2 separate regions of the Zea mays genome follow, and region 2 is linked to region 1. The links are chromatin contacts, called in public Hi-C maps. All regions are on one chromosome and are shown on one strand. The core of a region is the stretch at or near the end of the contact, and the rest is flanking DNA. Distances in the headings are between cores, read along the strand shown. Region 1 has its middle 72 kb from the start of LOC100193109. Region 2 holds the start of LOC100282245 (pleckstrin homology domain-containing protein 1).

What was found. A called contact is a pair of places that touch in the nucleus more often than the background predicts.
Region 2: a Hi-C map of bundle sheath shows a contact between it and region 1, with 2.3 times the contacts expected there. The contact joins the promoter of LOC100282245 here to the enhancer-like site in region 1. A contact is called at or near these places in 4 of 25 Hi-C or Micro-C datasets (bundle sheath, ear, leaf and 1 more).

The regions. Positions count from the first base shown.
Region 1 is chr8:97,866,270-97,871,263 of Zm-B73-REFERENCE-NAM-5.0, forward strand. It overlaps the pseudogene LOC103637117. Among protein-coding and RNA genes, the nearest start is that of LOC100193109, 72 kb to the left of the region's middle. Within about 2 kb of position 2,947, at least 19 of the 20 cell types and tissues checked have an H3K27ac peak or open chromatin away from gene starts, as enhancers often do. A contact at or near this core is called in bundle sheath, ear, leaf and 1 more, where this site is marked.
Region 2 is chr8:98,067,160-98,072,153 of Zm-B73-REFERENCE-NAM-5.0, forward strand. It overlaps LOC100282245 (pleckstrin homology domain-containing protein 1), which reads right to left and starts at 2,498. Exons shown (of 1, transcript NM_001155157.2): 1 at 1,594-2,498. The coding sequence starts at 2,308. The coding sequence ends at 1,808. It overlaps LOC103635584, which reads right to left. Exons shown (of 5, transcript XM_035961736.1): 5 at 4,762-4,994.

The DNA.
Region 1 (4,994 bases), core at 1,697-4,196:
CCAGAACCTCCTGCAGAATATTGTTAGACAGATGAAGGTGCATATGTGCGAGCGCCTTACGATCCTTGCTCCTCTCCTCATCTGTCCACGTCCTGGCATCCTTGTTGCCAAATCCATCTAGGGCATCATCCAGGTCGCGATCAGATTGCGAGAGAATTGCCCGCATCTTCACCTGCCACAGCGAGAAACGCGTGTCGAGATCCAGCAGCGGAAGATCGTACTTCATTGTCGTCGACATCCGTGCGCCGGCAGGAAACCCTAGCACACCGATCACCAAACAACCAAAGCTCCGATACCACTTGTTATAAATAAATGCGACACAAATAGGATCAATCACAGAGTAGACACGGATTTAACGTGGAAAACCCCTCCAAAGTGAAGGGGAAAAAACCACGGGCGCCGGCCGGCAACTTCTCACTATTTTTTGGTGGTTACAGATCGCAGGAGATTTACAATAGAGATAGATATCTCCTGCGGCTTACAAAGATATTTATAGAGGTGAAACCCTAAAACGATCCGTACCGGCTAGCAGATTGTATATATAACCGTACAAAACACACTATATACTGCACTCTTTATGGTGTGGACTGTGGAGATTAGAATAAGACACGTAGATGAGCAAGCTACCCAAGAAAGCACGAACTTTCTAGCCAGAAGTGCACTAATCTTTCTTCATGGCAAATGACAAAACAAAGATTCTACATATAGAATCGGTGCAATTGGTCGATGTAATACCATCTTTTTGTTGGAGTTGGAACCTATCGCCCCTCCAGCGGCCAGCGAGATCCTTTGCAGTTACGTCCGGTGGACGTAGCTACAACTGGCTCCACATGTCAGCCGCCAGACGAATGAGTTCCCTCCAGCGGCGATCGACAAGGCCTTTTGCCCTTCTTATTAGGCGATATATCCTCCAAGGACCCGATGCAAAGCAAGTTGATTTTAAAACAAATAAATAAATTAGGTTTATGTTGCTTATTGATGGACGGCAGACATTTTTTTTTACAAATTTTCAGTTCCATAATATAGTTTTGAAGTTTTGAATATTTTTAAATATAAAAATAAAAAAAAACTGCCGTAAAATGGAGTATGGTCATAAGGTCTACATACCTAGGTTTGACTGTGGAGCATGCGTTTTCCTCATTATCGCTACTAGTGTTTGACAAATTTCGCTCTTGTCCTGGACTTCTCGTGATGCTAGCTGGTTCCGCATGTCCTGGGACTGCGGCCTCACTTGCGTGCTCATGGTGCTTAAGACGCTGGGTATTGATCGTTGCGACAGCATTGCCGACCTCGACCTCGACCTCGAGAGGCTCTGCCACACCACGAGGTTATCTCTCTAGGACTGGAACATTACAGTTTTACGTGCAATTAACTGTACGGCAGAACTAAAGAAATGGATGTCAGCTTGATTTGGTGGCCCTAAGCATGGCACATTCAAAAGGTAGAAGGAAAAAAAATGTAGTAGTACAGAGCTAAATGACTGTTGTCCAATGATCATAAGAGAATATTTGGTCCTGAATAGTCATAAGATCAGAAAAATGCAATATCTTCTTCATTCAAAACAAATACAGGTATACTTACAAGAACAAAAGCTACATGAATATGGCTACCTTAATTGTTCTATTTAAGCATTATGCATGTCAACTCAACAATAAACGAATACAGAATACTCACTTCGGTTGTTGACAGACACACATGACATGTTGTGGGCTAGCTGAAACTTGTACTTCAATAATGTCTTCAAATTTCAACCAGTAGTACAAGCCTGAGAAACTAATGCTGTTTAACGCTTCTGTTTGCAGGATTTGGACGGTTGAGTTAGCATATCTGTTAAACAAGATTTCAGTCAGTTATTGTTTATGAAGTTGACATTAGTAATATTCTAAAAAAAATTGTCATTTTGCAGGAGCAATTGCAAGATGATATCTATCAATCGAGTGGATGAGCTATCTGGGAAGGCATTTGATGCTGAAATCAGTGTTCAAGTATGCTCGAAACAGATAGCAACATCTTCTGCACTACATGTACATCATATATTGGTTTTCAAACTATTCCACCCCCCCCCCCCCCCCCACACACACACACACAATTTATGGCTTTCCCACAGTGCAGGTCCATCACCGCATATGACATTGCTTTGCTATCTGGGCACTGCATTGCTATTGTTTTAGTGGACAAATCAAAGCTACAGTAAGTATTTTTTCCTTAATTTGTTGCTGTTGCTAGAGTGATATGTAGCTCCTTTTTGTTTCACTCTTTCTCCATGAACAGCTGATTCCATAGAAACAAGATGGATTTGGTTCTAAATTGTTAAGCTTTTAAAGCGGGTTCGCTCTTTCGAAGCAGCAGTGTGGATGCAGTATATGGGAAAAGACTACAATTCTTGAACTTTACTTACAGCCTTACAGAGGGGGGTTTTCTTTCTTTCTTTCTTTCATATGATAAACATCTATCCATGCGTCCAAATGCGCATGTACTACAAATAAGCAACTCATTAGTTTAGTTTATTTACATTTGGTTTTTTCAGCTGAGAAATAATCTTGAATGCAGTTTGCCTTGATGTGCAACAGCTCAACGAGGAATCAGACTACATGGGTAAGTAGCCCTTATGCAGTTTCCAGGTTGTTGGGAGGTGAATGACATGCGTTTTTGTGGTTTTGATTATTTGCTTATCTTGTATTTGCAAAGCACCAGCGCCACTCCTGCGTGTGTGGCTGTGCGTGCCTGACAGCAACAGCCAATACCGGCATGCAAACTGGCCGTGCAGAAGATGACGATCGACGATCGTAAGCTGCAGAAGATGACGATGGTACAGAAACGCAGGCCCACTCGTTATTAGTGATATACATGAGAAGAAGCACTCTGAAAGAAGCACTCTGCACCGTACTGGAGTTGACCCTACTAGCAGGCTGAGATGTGCAGGCCCAAAGCATCCAGCCCACGAAAACACTCAGAAATGGGGAGCAGGTAGTGCCGATCCGTCTCTTGGCATCCCAGGGCTCACCGGTGAGGTGGCGGCGCGCAGTTCGCCGGTGCAGATCTTGCTGGCGCAAAGCTCTCCGACGGCTGTAGTAGAAGCGCACCTCACGCGGCCGTAGCGTTCGTCCGTCCGGACGCACGGACGTACAGGTACAGCAGGACCAACAATACCGATTTTTTTTTCCAAACCATCATCACATGCACAACGTACGGGGCCACGAATAAATCGGCAGGGTTCCTAAAGATTTCAAAGGGCCAACCTGTTGTTTCTCTGTCATTTTTCTCGTACGAGGAGTGCGTGTTTGATACCCCACATGATTAGTACTGTGGACGGGAATTCGGATCTGACTTTTATTACGACTTTGTTTGTTCGCGATTAATATTTTGGCCTCTTGTTAGCTGTTGCTATTCCTGATGGCGTACACTGACAGTGGCGCAGTACACGTTAGTGTAGAACATTTACTCTATGCTATTACAACACAACATAATGGGATGTACCCTTAAACCTCGTTTGTTTCGTTGGAATTGAATTTTATTCTAATAATTATAATTTACACAAACTAATTGAGTTAATATATATATATATATATATATATATATATATATATATGTAATGTATTTATATATTATACTAAACCAGATAGATAGTTATACACTATATTTATGTTATAGAGAAATAAGTAGAAGAGTGTGCTATAAATTGTATATTAGAAAAGTAGCATTTAAATCTATAGAATTAATTTTCATCTCTCACCTCATGAATTTGAGATAAGCTTATATATATACTTTGGAAAGTTGTGGAATGTCACATTCTAAAAAAATAATCTATTGTATTAGTTAAATTCCAATTCCTTAAAATGAAAGGAAACAAACGGGTTCTTATTGATTTTGTTTATATAAGTATATAATGCTTGTTTTCATGTTTTGGCTTCGTGGTCCTTTTTACTGCCTATTATATGTATCTTCATATCTAGTACTAGACAGTCTTTCAGTTACGTATAGAATTTTAGTTTCAAATTTATAATAAATTAGTGCAACGATGGTATCATGTTTTTTCTTAAGAAAGCTAAAGTCAGACTTTCTCCTATTATCTAAAAATATGTACTCTTCTATCTCGATCGACCATACAATTATTGTCATCCACGAGTACCATATAATAGGGTGTGTTGGTTCAACACTATTGGATGATGCCGAGCTATAATTGTCCTTCATGTTGAGGCGGGATCGTTTGTTCCCATTGTCGGAGTTGGAGTAATCGTGCCTAGAGCAGCATAACATCATGTGAGTCGCTTGGTCGGGCTGCGGACAAGCGTTGTAACTGTCTTTAAAGAAGGTGACTCTTTGGTTGCTCATGGATCGATCCTTGAGCTGCTTGGCGCTATTGTGGCGAGGATGCTCAACAGTGGAGTTGTGTGTGACCTTGGCTCTATTTGGCCCCAAGAGGTCAATCGCCGTTGCTCTCAATAATGTCAACAAAGTACATTAACCGCGTGTGCACGTATAAATATACGAACTCACAAAATGTCTTGATTTACAAAAAATGTAAAATTCATAAAGGTATATGTGTACTTGCAAGCCTTTAATCCTCTGTCTTAGTCCAATCCCATCGTCGTTGGAACTGTGATGCAACGAAGAACACAAACTGGTTGTAGGCCGCATGTCTTGGAAGGATGAAAAGGAGCACAAACACCATATGCGAGAGAATCATAGGGGGAGGGAACATAGGAGGAACGCCATAAGTTAAAGCACATAGAGCAGTACTGTCGGGTACCGTAATTAGGGGTACCCCCAATACTCCTAAACGCGGCCGGAAAACATCTTCAGAACAAACCATAAACAGCTGATAAAGCGCGGTTCAAGTCAGGACCTCGTCTACCAAGGGACGCGACCTCATCCGAGCCCAGCCTCGGCCTCGGGCGGGAACAGAAGTCCCGGGCGGATTCACGCCTCGCCCGAGGGCCTCCTCAGGTAGTGAGCGCACCCTCGGCTCGCCTGAAGCCCAGCTTGAGCAGACT
Region 2 (4,994 bases), core at 1,248-3,747, 200 kb after region 1:
AAATCTTAACTACTCACCCCATCCTAAAATATAGTTCTTTTTAGCCCTATTTTTTCCGTCCACATTATAATGAATATAGACATACATACACACTATATTTATAGGTTAATCAATAAATATATATTTAGTCTGGAACCGAGGGAGTACTCAAGATTCAGGTGCCATCAATTCAAGAGGAAAAACTATTAAATTGATCAACATGGGCTACAGCTTCAAACTCTATACATGGTGTTACAAACCAATGCTGGCATTCCAGTTTACATATTCAGGTACCTGATTAACCTAGCAAGAGTTTGCTGTAAGGAGATAACCTGACACCTTAAGTACTATACATATTCAGATCACAAAATAGGCAATTATGTATGGTTATTTGACTTGGCCACTAACAAACATATTGTACTGTTCCACACACACCAGTACACCAGTATTCCTACTCCCATTGCAGCTATTCTCAATTTGTCATAAATGTTAACACCATAAACACCCTAATAGACCATGTCGGCACAAACTTTGTAAGCACAGTACAGTGGAGCTAATGTCAGTGGCAAAATATCCTACCTTGTCATAATACGAAACGATTAGATGAAATTTAATCACAAACATTGGAGTGTAAATATAACAAAACAGTTAGTAAATTATGCTATTGCAAGGCCAACACAGATATGAAAGAACGAGCTAACAGAAATGCATAAGAAAACCAGACTTATTACCAAGCAGCGTCATCAACCTACAAGGCAGGAAACAAATAAACATGATCACAGGCCACTGATGAATAGAAGGATAACATATAAGATACTGTGCAATATTAGCACCAGTTGACTTTTAAACATAATTCACAAAGGATAGAGGAAGGATCCATCCTTTTACTGTAGTTTCTAAGGCTATAGCCAGAAGATCGTGCATATGGCTGTGCAAAGCACTGTTTATAGAGTGGAGTTTAAAATAAGAGACGGGGATGAGTAAGCTGCTAGAGATAGCCTAATGACATAAAATTTCCATAACTGCACAAATAAACACAGCGCATGTTGGCACTCGAGGAGTACTGCATACACCAATTCACTACAGAAAACTTCCACTTCAGATTACAACATAAGACATCATGATACATGGTTCTTTAACAGTTTTACTTCATGGTTAATAAGCATATTATAGCACATTCAGCACTTCATCAGTGTTTGTGTTTCTACTTCTAGGACAGAAACTTCATAAGAGCGCTAGAGTCAGAGCTAGGATCTAAATGCTAGTTTGACAACCTCATTTTTCCAATGGATTTTCATTTTCCCAAGAGAAATTAGTTCGTTTTCATTTGGGAAAATGGTAATCCCTTGAGAAAATGTTGTTGCCAAACTAGCCAAAACTGGGGAATCTTCTGCAAAAATGCGGAGTCAGTTAAGCAATCCTATGCGACTCAATACAATTCCATTAGAATAGAACAAGTCAAACACAACAAAAGGCGAGAGGAATGGGATACTGAATGATTAAAATCTCTTACAATTTCTGAAATTGGGGCCAAAACTTCAAAACTGTTAAAAAAAATAAAAACTAGCCAGACTTCAACCACCTTGTAAATTAGGGTATACCAAGATCAAATCGTAGTATAGTATATACATATAAAACAAACTATAAACGAAAGCACAGCTTATTAACTCGCTTATTACCATACCAGACCATGTCGTTGATAGTTAATATACTGCTACATAATCAAGAGTGAGGAACGTCGGCACAAGGCCACAATCACATGGAATTGGAAATACATATGCTACAAGTCAGATCCATATCGAGAGAGTTCACAGGAATCACCACGCCATTAAGCTGCTGGTGCACTCTCTTCGCTGGTCATAAGCTGCGGCGGGGGCTGGGGGCGGCTGTCGTAGTCAACGACCTCTGCGTCGGTGACGGAGCGGGAGTGCTGGACGATGGAGCGACCGATGGAGTTAATCCACTCCTCCTTGTCCTTCTCGGAGTCCGCAATGAAATACATGGTCTCGGCAGGCGTGGAGAGCTCGAAGGCGAACTGGCGGTTGAGCACGTCCTCGGCGCCCTTGACTGTGAGGCAGGTGGCGACGGGGATGACGCCGCGGGGCACCGAGGCCCGTGTCACCGCAGGGTCCTTGAACCAGAAAAGCCTCCCCTGCTTCAGCACGAACCACCGCCGCCTCCACGTCTTGATGTACTCGCCCTGCTTATTTAGCCACCCAGCGCGCTCTGCGCCGTGCCAGAACTCGACGCCGCTACCTGGGGCCGCGTCCAGCGCCGAGGGGGAGGAGCCGCTGACGCTATCCATCACGGCGCGCCACAGGCTGGCCATCACCGCCGGAGAATTTGGGGATCGGGTGGGAGTTGCGACGGCGGCGAGTCTAGGGTGGGTGGGGAACAATTTCTTCCGTGATGGATTCGCTGGAAGGTAGTGCGCGATGTGATAGGATCGGAGAAGCAGGAATCATCCGACCTGACGGCCACAAATACAATCGAAAGTTTTCCTTCGCTTTCCAAAAATCGGGAGGAATCGGAAAATAATCTATATTAATCGGCATCTATCTGATATTAATATATATTTTATATTTCTTTAATTGTACTCTTTTTTTATTGGTCTCAATTTAGTTAAAAATAAACGATACAACGATAAATATTCGACAACGAAGATATTACTTATTACGATAGGTAAATAGATAATATATTTATTTTTTATAGGATAAATTGTAGGTAAATATAAGAATCTATGTAATTATTTGTATCTTATTGTTCTAAAATTCTAAAAACAAAAATATTATGCAATTAAGATTTACATACCTTTATACGGTTAAAATTTATTAAAAAATCTTAGAAAACTGTAAATATATTTTATTATTTAGTACATAAATATATCAAATTTTAAGTTTTAAATCACCATATATTAAGATATGTAAAAAAGTTCTATTGATAAAATTATCTCCATTTTATCTTTAACATAAGTGAATTAGAATTTAAAATTTTATATATTGATACAATAAATAATGAAGTACATCGATTTTTATGTTTTTAGTAGTTCGATTGCACAACGATTATAGAAAAATCTTGATTACACAACAGTTGTTGTCAAATTTAAGATAGATTAATATTTATATTTGATTTTTGAAAAATCGTAAGATGCAATTTTTTAAACAAAATAGCAGAATCTATAAAATAGATTTTAATTTCTTTAAAACAAAAGGATCTAAAGAGGCCCAGGAAAAAATGTACAACAATTTTCTAGTTGATCTCACATACATAGTATGCAAAAAAATTCTCGTTGGTTTCACATACATAATATGCAAAAATTTGTGTGCAGTACAATCAAACTAACAAGACTTATTAAAAAAATCTAAAAATGTATAGATATATTTTATTATTCACTCTATTAATATATCAAATTTTAAATTCTAATTCATCTCATGTTAATATAAAAATAGAAAATTCTCTCCAACCTGGAGGATTAAAAATAGTAAAAAAATTATATTAAGATTTTATGACTTTGAGTAGTTTATTTGTACGATAATTTTACAACAAGATTGATTACACAATAGTTTTTGTCTAGAAAATAGTTGGCAATAAGTTTTAATCCACTGTAAGATCGAGTAAAATATTGAGCTATTGCAAGGGTATCATAAATTTAGCTTAAGTCTGACAGATATCGTGTGGCAAAAGAATAAGACACGTGTATATCAAGGTCTAGCTGATGCATCTTTGTGCTTGAGGTCTTGAAATTTTATCTTTTCATTATTCATACAAAGTAGTGAATTGCCTAGAGACCAAAATTTCGAGTTCTGCTCCTCGTTCATGTGATGGTAATAGTTTGCACATACTCCCATTTCATGCTTTTTAGGCAGTGGCTTGCTAGGACAAATGAATCGATAGAAGTGTCTTTTGCTACCACCACCGCTACCCTCGCCCCGACGTTGGAGCCGCATCGGCCATGTTTATTTCAACTTTTTTCAGTCAGGGGCTGGTTCAATATAATGACAAGGGTATTCAAATGAATACCAAGATTTCAATAAAAAATTAATATAAAAGATAACTCTAGTTTATCAATCTTATGCTCATCTAATACTCCATTTCAATGCGTATGCTATAAAATTATTAATATATAAATATGTAATATGTTGTGGTATTATAAGTATCAAATTGTAAGACTTTATATGGTATTATACATACCAAATTTTTCCCTTAATAATTTTGAATACTCATGTTTCAAATCCTGGACCCACCATTGTTTTCAGCTATGGCCACCAGAAACTGCTGCAGACTGCCAAACGCCCAGCTTTTTAATCCGCTTATATAAGAACCACTTTAGTCAAAACCGTCCAAAATAAACTTGAAAACAAAATCGGCCGAGTCATTCCAATAATAGGAAACTGTTACTTTCTACAATATAAACCCTATAGACTATTTTATCTTCTTCCGCATGTATTCTTCATGATACTTAAATTCTCTACACAGTCAGATTTTCTCAGCATCCGGATTCCTAGAAAAGCATCCAGATTCCTATTATGTCCCTCGTTCGTTGGCTCGATTATCTGAGGCCAAGCTTCACTTGCTGCAGGACTATTACCATGTGTCGTGTCTGTGTTACCGCAATGCATGTTGTCCTCGCACACTTAGGTCAGCGAGGAGATTCTTACTCCATGGATAACCTTTATTTTCGAGTCCACCAAACCAGCCTTATGATTATATTATTTTATGCGTGCACATGTAGGACTACAAGACTTTGTTTTAGTTCAAAAAAGAACTAGTCAGAGACAAATATTCGAGAACGGATATAGTATTTTGCAAGAAAATAGAACTCAGTCCATTTGACTAAATGAAAAAAAAACTAGTCAGAGACAAATATTCGAGAATGGATATAGTATTTTGCAAGAAAATAGAACTCAGTCCATTTGACTAAATGATTTTAATATTTGCTGATTAATATAATCTGTGAACTAATGAGTTTGCTAGTGTTTACGTTTATAAAAGTGACCTAAACTAAGGTAGTGAGG